Regions from separate parts of the Capra hircus genome. Here region 1 is linked to region 2. A link is a contact called in public Hi-C data. All regions are on one chromosome and are shown on one strand. The core of a region is the stretch at or near the end of the contact, and the rest is flanking DNA. Distances in the headings are between cores, read along the strand shown. Region 1 overlaps PRKCH (protein kinase C eta type). Region 2 has its middle 70 kb from the start of SNAPC1.

What was found. A called contact is a pair of places that touch in the nucleus more often than the background predicts.
Region 1: a Hi-C map of blood shows a contact between it and region 2, with 5 times the contacts expected there. The contact joins two enhancer-like sites. A contact is called at or near these places in 3 of 5 Hi-C or Micro-C datasets (all in blood).

Annotation. Positions count from the first base shown.
Region 1 is chr10:29,596,009-29,600,305 of ARS1.2, forward strand. All of the region lies in intron 9 of PRKCH (protein kinase C eta type), which reads right to left. Among named protein-coding and RNA genes, the nearest start is that of PRKCH, 150 kb to the right of the region's middle. Within about 2 kb of position 1,628, at least 4 of the 5 cell types and tissues checked have an H3K27ac peak or open chromatin away from gene starts, as enhancers often do.
Region 2 is chr10:29,212,680-29,216,934 of ARS1.2, forward strand. No RefSeq gene overlaps it. Among named protein-coding and RNA genes, the nearest start is that of SNAPC1, 70 kb to the right of the region's middle. Within about 2 kb of position 1,617, at least 2 of the 5 cell types and tissues checked have an H3K27ac peak or open chromatin away from gene starts, as enhancers often do.

The DNA.
Region 1 (4,297 bases), core at 378-2,877, 380 kb after region 2:
GTCTGGGCTACTCATGGGCACAGGCTACTTCCCACTTTGCAAGGAGATCTGAAATGAGTGAGAGGAAGGACAAGGATAAGGCACTTCCCACGGGTATAGGATTGGGAATGCATGTAGGGAAGAGGGCAGGCATTTTGCTGGAAGGGCTATCCTCTTGTTTTGGTTGGGAATTAAACATTACATCATTTTAATGTTGAAAATATCATATACCATAAGGATGAAATTGAGTTTCTGGGAAGAGTTCCAAGACTCCCTTCGTAAGACCTAAGCAAGACATCATCACAGACCATCCTAAAGAAGTGAGTAGGAGTGAGCTCCAAATACAGCAAGCTCTTTTGCTGTGCAAATATACTGAAAGCTGGATGGCTGCAGAGAAACAGGAACTCCCTGGGTGGCCCTAAAGGGGAGACAGGGCCTGCCAAAGCCTCTGCCGCTGCAGCATGGAGGGTCTCTGGTGAGAGGAGCCGAGGTACTCTCTGGCTTCAGAAGGCAGGAAAAGGAACCCTGCACAGGAGCAGTCAGTCCTGAAGGCATGGATATAGGGGTGGGGGCAGGGAATGTTGTCCCTGCAGCCTCCTGTGGGGCTCTCAGGGAAGAGATCAGTCTTCCCAGCAGCATAAGGAACTCTGTACCAACAGCAATAGTGAGCGTGGCAAGTAAGCTTAGCTGCTGCTTAGCCATGACACCTCCTGCTTTGGACTCCAAGCCTGTTGCCCTCACTGCCCCCAGGAATCTCCATCAGGTCTTCAATTCCCTGCACCAGATGGGAATATACAAGATGGCTGCTCTGAGCCTGCCCTAAAAGTAATCCCAGAAATTCGACCATGACCAGCCCACCACAGAGGGGTGACTCTCTGCTCTGGACCTGCTACTCAGGTCCCGAATTCCCCAGGAGGACACCGGCTCCATGAGGGAAGGGGCTCCTTCCTGCTTTGTCCACCACCGTGTCCTCAGGGCTCAGAGCCGGGCCTACACCCTGGAGGAACTCTGTGCACATTTGCCGAATGAACGAACACCCCCGATCTTCACCAACTGGTGGACGAGTCTCTGAAATTTCAGGCTGGCAAAGTTTATACTGACAGACAGAGCTGACTTTGTCCTGAGAGACCCTCGACCTGGAGCCTGAGAAGAGATAGACATAGCTGTGTTCTGACCAGTGATGAAGTAATTATGGAAAAAGCAAGTATTTCAAAACTACAGGACAAGAGTCTATGGTTTCCACCCAGTGCAGTTGGGTTTCTAGACTGCATGATTCTGGAGGGGCTTGCTCCAGCCACCCACAGATGTTGCCTTAGGTCTTGGCCCCAAGGTCCTAGTTGGTCCTGACAAAGGCCAACCCAGCTTCCCAGGGAAATACCCGCAGGCCACCCTAGGGTGCTAGTTGGACTGTTAGTCTTCTATTCTGGTTGCCCTTCTGAGGAAAGACTGGCCCAGAGGTAAAAATTTCCCCCGGAATCCAGAGCTCCTTTTCAGCTACCTTCCCTTTTGTAGCAGGGAGGAAATACAGTCCTTATACTGTCTATGCCATGTGTATGACTCTCCTCTTGCCAGCCAGACTGAGCATTGCAAACACTGTTTCTTTCCCTTGCCCTCCATCAGTGTGATTCTGGACTGGCTGACTTGTCACTAAACTATTTGGCAGAAAGCCCCTCACGTTCTCATGCCTGGAGCCACTCCCAGCACTTCCAGCCCGGAGCTTTAGAACAGAGCCCCACTGAGGTCTGAGCACCCATAGTTTGGCAGGTTCCCAGGCATGGTTAGGGAAAACCGTAACCAATGCTCCCTACCACAGAGCTTCGCCAGTCATCAGACACACAGGGGCCGAGTCTGACCCCGGCAAGTCTCGGCCAAGTCAAAGGAAATGACACACCATCTGTGAACCGCCTCCACACACTGGAGCTGGGGGGTCCAGGCCATCTCTAGGTCATCACCGTGGGTGACAGCTAGTGACAAGGCCAGTTGCAGCTGAATAACCTCAAAAGGAAACACATGCCAACCCTTTCAAGCCCTTTGGTCACACCAAGTGTTCTGGCATCCTCCCCAAGCAGAGACAGCCAAAGGAACAGCAAGAACTCCGGGTTCTCCTATTTCTCATTCATTTTCACGACCCTATTGAGTCACAGATAGTCGGGAAGCTGGGAAGCCTCCGGGGACAGAAGCAAAGGTCCTAAATCAGCCCCCTCCGCCCCCCGCTAGAAATTCAGAGCCCAGAGACGGCCCATGTGCATTCTGTCCCCAGTGGGAACATGATTAATGTCAGGAACATGCCCAACTGGGAAACACCACGTTCTGGCTGGTTTTCTATTTTGATCTGAGCCAAAGGCAAACTATACCAAGTGACCCATAAACAGACCACATTGTGTTTACGGCACTCATTGCTCAACGGAAGGAGGAAGCCCAGTTTCAAACAGGTTAAGAAGAAATGGTCTTTCTTTTAACCTGCCTTTATTCCTGCCTGATAATAGGCAGGGGACCTTCTTCAAGACAAGGGTGCTGTTAGCCTGGCCAGGATGAGAACCCAGAGCTCGCCTATGGAAGGCTGCAGTGCAGTCCCCTCCTGACGAGATTCCAAAAATGCACATCAGGGCAACAGGATGAGCCTGCTGCCCATCTCTCCTGTGTGTGTCTCTCTTTGACACGTACACCCCTCTGCTAATATTTAACATAATGATAGAGAAAATAACTCAACTCAGGGTTGTTCCCCTGCACCCCTGTTGCTGGGTGATCTTCAGACATATTTTAAGTGTGACTTATGTGCACTGAGGTCAGTTTGCACCGGTTAGGTGAGCTGACAGCACTTGGGTCACAAGATTCCTAGCCACCCTGCCCTTCAAAGGCAGGGTTTCTGCTTTACTGATGGACACTGAGGTGCGGCCCCTTAGAGAAAGCGATGGCCCCTGCCAGGAACTCCAGCTGCACTGCTCTGTGAGCACCCCCCTGCAGGGGCCACCTGACGACACCCCAGAAGTAGGGAGGTAAGAGCACCCAGCTGCTGTCCTTGTAAAAGGAGGTTCTGTGTAATGCCTCCTCCACCCAGGGCAGCAGATCACCAGCGCACAAACGTGCTCATGGCTCCAACGCGGCCTGGGCACTGGGCACAGCGTGTCCTGTTTTCCAAACGGAAACCTTTGCTCTAACAAACTGGGTCTCTGAACAAAGCCTCAAGCATCTGACCAGCATTTACTCTGCCGCTCCCCCTCCTGCTGCCGCTGCCTCTTTGTTCCTCCTGGTCTCGGCCCTCAGCTCTCAGCCAGGCTCCAGGAGCGCCAAGGAGAGCCCCGGGAGCTGGGGGTGGGGAGACCCGGATTCCAGGCCATAAATGCCAGCAGGCTCAGCTGCCACAACAGTCCCTGATTAAGATGAAAGGAGTGTGAAGTGAATTTAACCTGAAAGGGTGGGAAAGGCAGTGTACCCCAGGCTAGCAGCCGGACCTGGGCCCTCCTGGCTTCAGGAGGCCTCACTGCCCCCACCCCATCGACAAAGAAACAGAAGCACGTTGCAGGAACTGGCAAACAGAACAAAGAAGAAAAAGAGCATCCATAATTCCACTGCCTTCATGAGAGTCCCTGATAGTTTACTGGCATCATTTCCTTTCTGGCTTTTTTTTTTTTTTTTTTTTTTTGAGGAGGGGACAGGTTTGCCAAGTTGCTCTCCCAGGAGGAACCTGAAATGGATTCACACTGCTAATTATCATAAATTCTATACTATTCCCTGGCCTCCCATCTCTTGTCCCACCATTTACTCTGTTTAATTTGGGGCAAGTAATTTAGCTCCTCCTTCACTTTATCACTCAGCAAAATAAAGATAATAATTGTATCCATCTTCTAGGGCTGATGTAAGAATTGTATGGAATAAATCATATATGTTAGATGCTTCTGAAAGTAACACACAATCTTTAGTGTGTTACTTTAGTGTGTTATACTACTTAATATTCAATCATATCTCTACTGGCCAAAAACCTTCATCAAGTAGTACATTTTTTAAGTAGATTCCCATTGCTGAAGACTGAGGTTGTTTCCAGTATCTTCCTAATATAAATCATGTACTGAAAATTAACCATATTAATGCATAACATCTTATTCTTTATGTTGCTTTCTTTGGCTAGGTTATCAGAAATAAAATCAACAGATCCAAGAGTATAAGCATTGATCCAGACTGTAAGCCATGATCCAGATTAACGAATTATTCACAAACTATTAGAATTTACAATGCTTTCAGAAATTTATGAGAATGCCAATGGAATGATGTACTTGCAAGTAATATGTATTATGAAAAAAAAATCTGGGGCAATAATTCA
Region 2 (4,255 bases), core at 367-2,866:
AACAGCCAGTTGAGCTCCTTAACTCAGTCACAGCATCAAAAAGAAAACATAATGTTGGCCGCAAGAGTAATCAAAAGAACACTGTTTCACTAGTTATCACCAACACATACAAGGGTGAACGGAAGAAGGAGAGCCATTTCTCATTCCAACCCAAACAATCAATTTTTGTCAAATGCATCTGACGAAGAGAAGGTGAAAGGGATAAACAGAAGAGAATCCCTTTCTTCATAATTAGAACCTAGTTACTGGGTAGATAAAATAATATTATTAGAAAAAAAATTTTTTCTTGTTAAAGATAATCAGTTAAAATTAAAGAATTTCAAGTTAATCAGACTCAGATGTTTCAAAAGATTCTAAATACACACTGCTAATCTGGTAACGCCCCACTGCTTCTAATGACATGTTATTGAATTTGCAGGCAGTGACACAGATGAAGTCAGTCCTTTTCGCTGTAACCAAACCGGGTCAGCTGGGGAGCTGCCAAGCATACTCTGTGGAAAACAAAAGCCCGGAACAGAGTTCTAAGTGTCTCCCAACACAGTGACTGAGAACTTGCAAGTTGTTTCGAGAGATCTTAAATGTTCTAACCAAGAAAAAGAGATAGCCCTGACGTGCCGTGATGCAGGTGTAAGGTATGGTGGTAATCATTTGTTCGTGTATCAGATCAACCCTTTGTACATCTTCAACTCACACATGTTGTATGTCAATTATATCTCAATGAGGCTGGAAAATGAAGATACAAAAAGAATGATTTTTTTTAAACCTGAATTACATGCAGGTGCAACCAGAATGTTCTAAGTTAGTTAGTTAACTTAGTTAATGTTCAGATAGTTCTAAGAGGCCACATCACCATCTCCAAATAAGCCACGGAGACCTTTGGTTATTTCCTACACCAGTTATTATCCAGCCCAGGGAGACCCCAGGGGATTTCTACCCCATTTCAATAGATTCTCAAGCCATATTGGTCGCTGGACCCCGAAACCAAATGACAGAGAACCACAGGGCTAACTAGTCCCACTGCCTCCCTCTCACGTGGGTGACAGCCGTTAATTAGCCCTTGTTTGTCACAGCTCCAATCTCTCCCCCTCCCTCAGCTTCCCCCTGGAGCCTTTCAATAAACTCAAATCTCCTCTTAAATCTTGTCCTGGAATGCTAAGCTGCCTTCTCATTTCCTTGCGTCTCCCACATACTCCTTGACAGAACAGCCCGTATTCCCTAGCTCCGCCTCTTCACCCCTCTTTACAGCATAATCCCTCTGGTCCAGCTGGCTCAGCTGCCGCGACACTACCTGGCTAACCTGCGTGGCAAGTCACCCGCCACCATGTCATAGCCATTGGAAGGCTTTTGCTCACTCCTCATCCTGTCTGATCTCTTGGCTTCAGGACACGGAAAGCATTGCCTTTGCCTCTGTGACCACACCCTCCCTGGGCTCTGCTCCTGTCTCCCTGCTTTCACTCAGGATGTTCTAATTATCCACCCTCAGCAGCAGCAGTACCCCTAACGCTTTGGTTGTCCTGTTTTCTTACTCCACTCACTCTCCTTGAGTGACTACTCACTTGGAAGGTGCCTCTAAAGCATACTCACCAGTGCCTCTCCCGAATCTAAAACCACCCACTCCCTGGAGAGCTCTCGACTCCTATTTCCGACAGCCTATCTCCATTCTCTGTCCAAAAGTCCCACATGCATCTTAAATGTGTCCCCAGAACAACTTAGCATCTTGTCCTCCAAATGTGCTTTTTCTCTCACCGTCTGTTTTAAACAATGAGAGCTTCATGGAACCAGCTGCCTAATCTTGAGAACTCTAAAATCTTTTATTTCTCCTTTATCCTCTATATCTAAGATCTCTAAGCCATGGATTCTATCTGTAAATTATCTCTTCTATCTCTATGTCCCCCACGCAGTGCCTGAGCTCAACCCCTGAATGCTCAGGGCTTGGCTTGGCTTTTGCTTGGCTTGGTCTGATAACTGCTAACTCATCTCTCCCTCCCCCATCCCTCTCTCCCCTCACCTACATTCCGCAGGGTTCCCTCCCAGGTTAATTACAGTTTCTTGAGCAGAAGAGAAAAAGGCAGAAGTACAGTGAGCCATGAGGGACTGGCTCATTTGCCTGAGTAAGCCCATAGGAATCTAACGCATCAGCCAGGGGACTGTGACTTGCTGCCTAAAAGATAAATTAAATCCTTCCTAGTAGAGTAAATGAGGTGCTCTGGGGAGGAGGCTCCAGTCCAGCTCACTCCCCCAAATAATTTCCACGTGAGCATCACCCCTGCACCCTGCTTGCCCCGGAGGTACCCTGCCTCTCTTCCTTCCCACCACGCAGATGCTTCCTCTTATTTCTAGGCCCAGCTCAAATGTAATCTGCTGCCGGTAACTCTTCCTGTCCCACCAGGTGGAGTCCTTATCACTGTCCCCCAGTGTCTCCACACAACTCTGTGAGCCCCTCTCCTGGCATTTAGTACCCATTTCCATTATGTAATGACCATAGCGTCATCTCCTAACTGTGAGAACCAAGGAAGTGCTTGGCCTACAGCAGAAACTCAGTAAGCAAACACCTTTTCAGCGGTGAGTGCTGACTCAAGTGAAGAGGTGATTTTGCCCTGCCTTAGGCCTGTTGCCTATGGCAAACATGGGGTGATTTCATGAGGTGTTCATTTGTGCTTTCTTCTGGCTTGCTATTGCTGTCAGCACTTTTCCTTTCCTTCCCAAGAAGGCAGACAACTGCATGTGTGGCTTTCTGGACTCTGTGGCCAGAGTTACAGGAGATGTCATGGTTCTGTATATTGCTGGGTTGTAAACAGAAGTTGCAAGGTATCCACAAGAGGCCCCACCCAGTGGTTTGCGGAAGAAAGCCAATGCCCAAGGGGAAAGATATGCCTCAAGCCCAGGCGAACTTACAGGACTGGACTCTATCAGAAACACTGTGTCTGGATGGGTGGGTGTGCGGGAAAGCCGCCCCAGAAAGCCTGCAGTGGAGGCACACTCTGCACTGTCTCCCAGAGTGGTCAGTGCCATAAAGGCTGGCAGCGTCGGCTGACTCCACCTAGCTGCTCCTTCAGTCTTCAGCTGCAGCGCGTCAAACTATGCATCTGTCTTTACGGAGCCAACTGTGCACAACAGACTGGGCCTCATCCACAATGTGCGGCCTTAAGTTAACCTGGGATTCTTTTATGATCTCTTGGATCGGGCAAAGTTACTTCAGTAATGATTCAGACTGAATTTTCGCTCCAATGGGTCACCGATTCTCAGTGTAATTTAGAGAAATAAAGCAATGTGACCTAAAGTAACACTGTGATCTAAAATCAATGCCTAGTATACAATGATCATTTAAATCCCCAGGAAAATTACAGGATTCCTCATGGCATCATTGAAAGAGCGTTGGGACATAGAATTGGCCCATTCTTACTTTGAACACACATTATCTAATATACCAAGATGCTATTATACAGAAATGAAATTTCTTCCACATATATATATCTGTTTAAAGCTATTAGAAAGTCATCTTTTGGTATGTGCTGTGACAGATCTCTTCAAATCATATTGGTTTGCAAAACCAAAGGCAGAAACAATCCAGGATGACCAATTTCAGTTTTTAAATTTAAAAAAAAAATTTTTTTTAATTAGAGGATAACTGCTTTACAATATCGTGTTGGCTTCTGCCATACATCAGTATGAATCAGCCATAGGCATACATATGACCCCTCCCTCTTGAACCTCCCTCCCACCTCCCCACCCCATCCCACCCCTCTAGGGTGTCACAGAGCACTGCGTTTCAACTCCCTGCTTCATACAGCAAATTCCCACCAGCTATCTAGGTGGCGCTAGTGATAAAGAACCCATCTGACAATGCTGGAGCCTTAAGAAATGTGGGATCGTTCCCTAGGTCAGGAAGATCCCCTGGAGGAGGGCATGGCAACCCACTCCAGTATTCTTGCCTGGAGAATCCCATGGATTGAGGAGCTTGGTAGGCTACAGTTCGTAGAGGTGCAAAGAGTCGGACACGACTGAAGTGACTTAGCACTCAGGCATCTTTTTCACCATGTACATATGGTAATGTATGTATTTCAACACTACTCTCTATTCGGCCTACTCTCTCCTTCCCCCACCATGTCTATGAGTCTGTTCTCTATTTCTGCATCGCCATCGCTGCCTTGCAAATAGGTTCATCAGTACGATTTTTCTAGAGTCCATGCTGCTGCTGCTAAGTCGCCTCAGTCGTATCCAACTCTGTGCGACTCCATAGACGGCAGCCCACCAG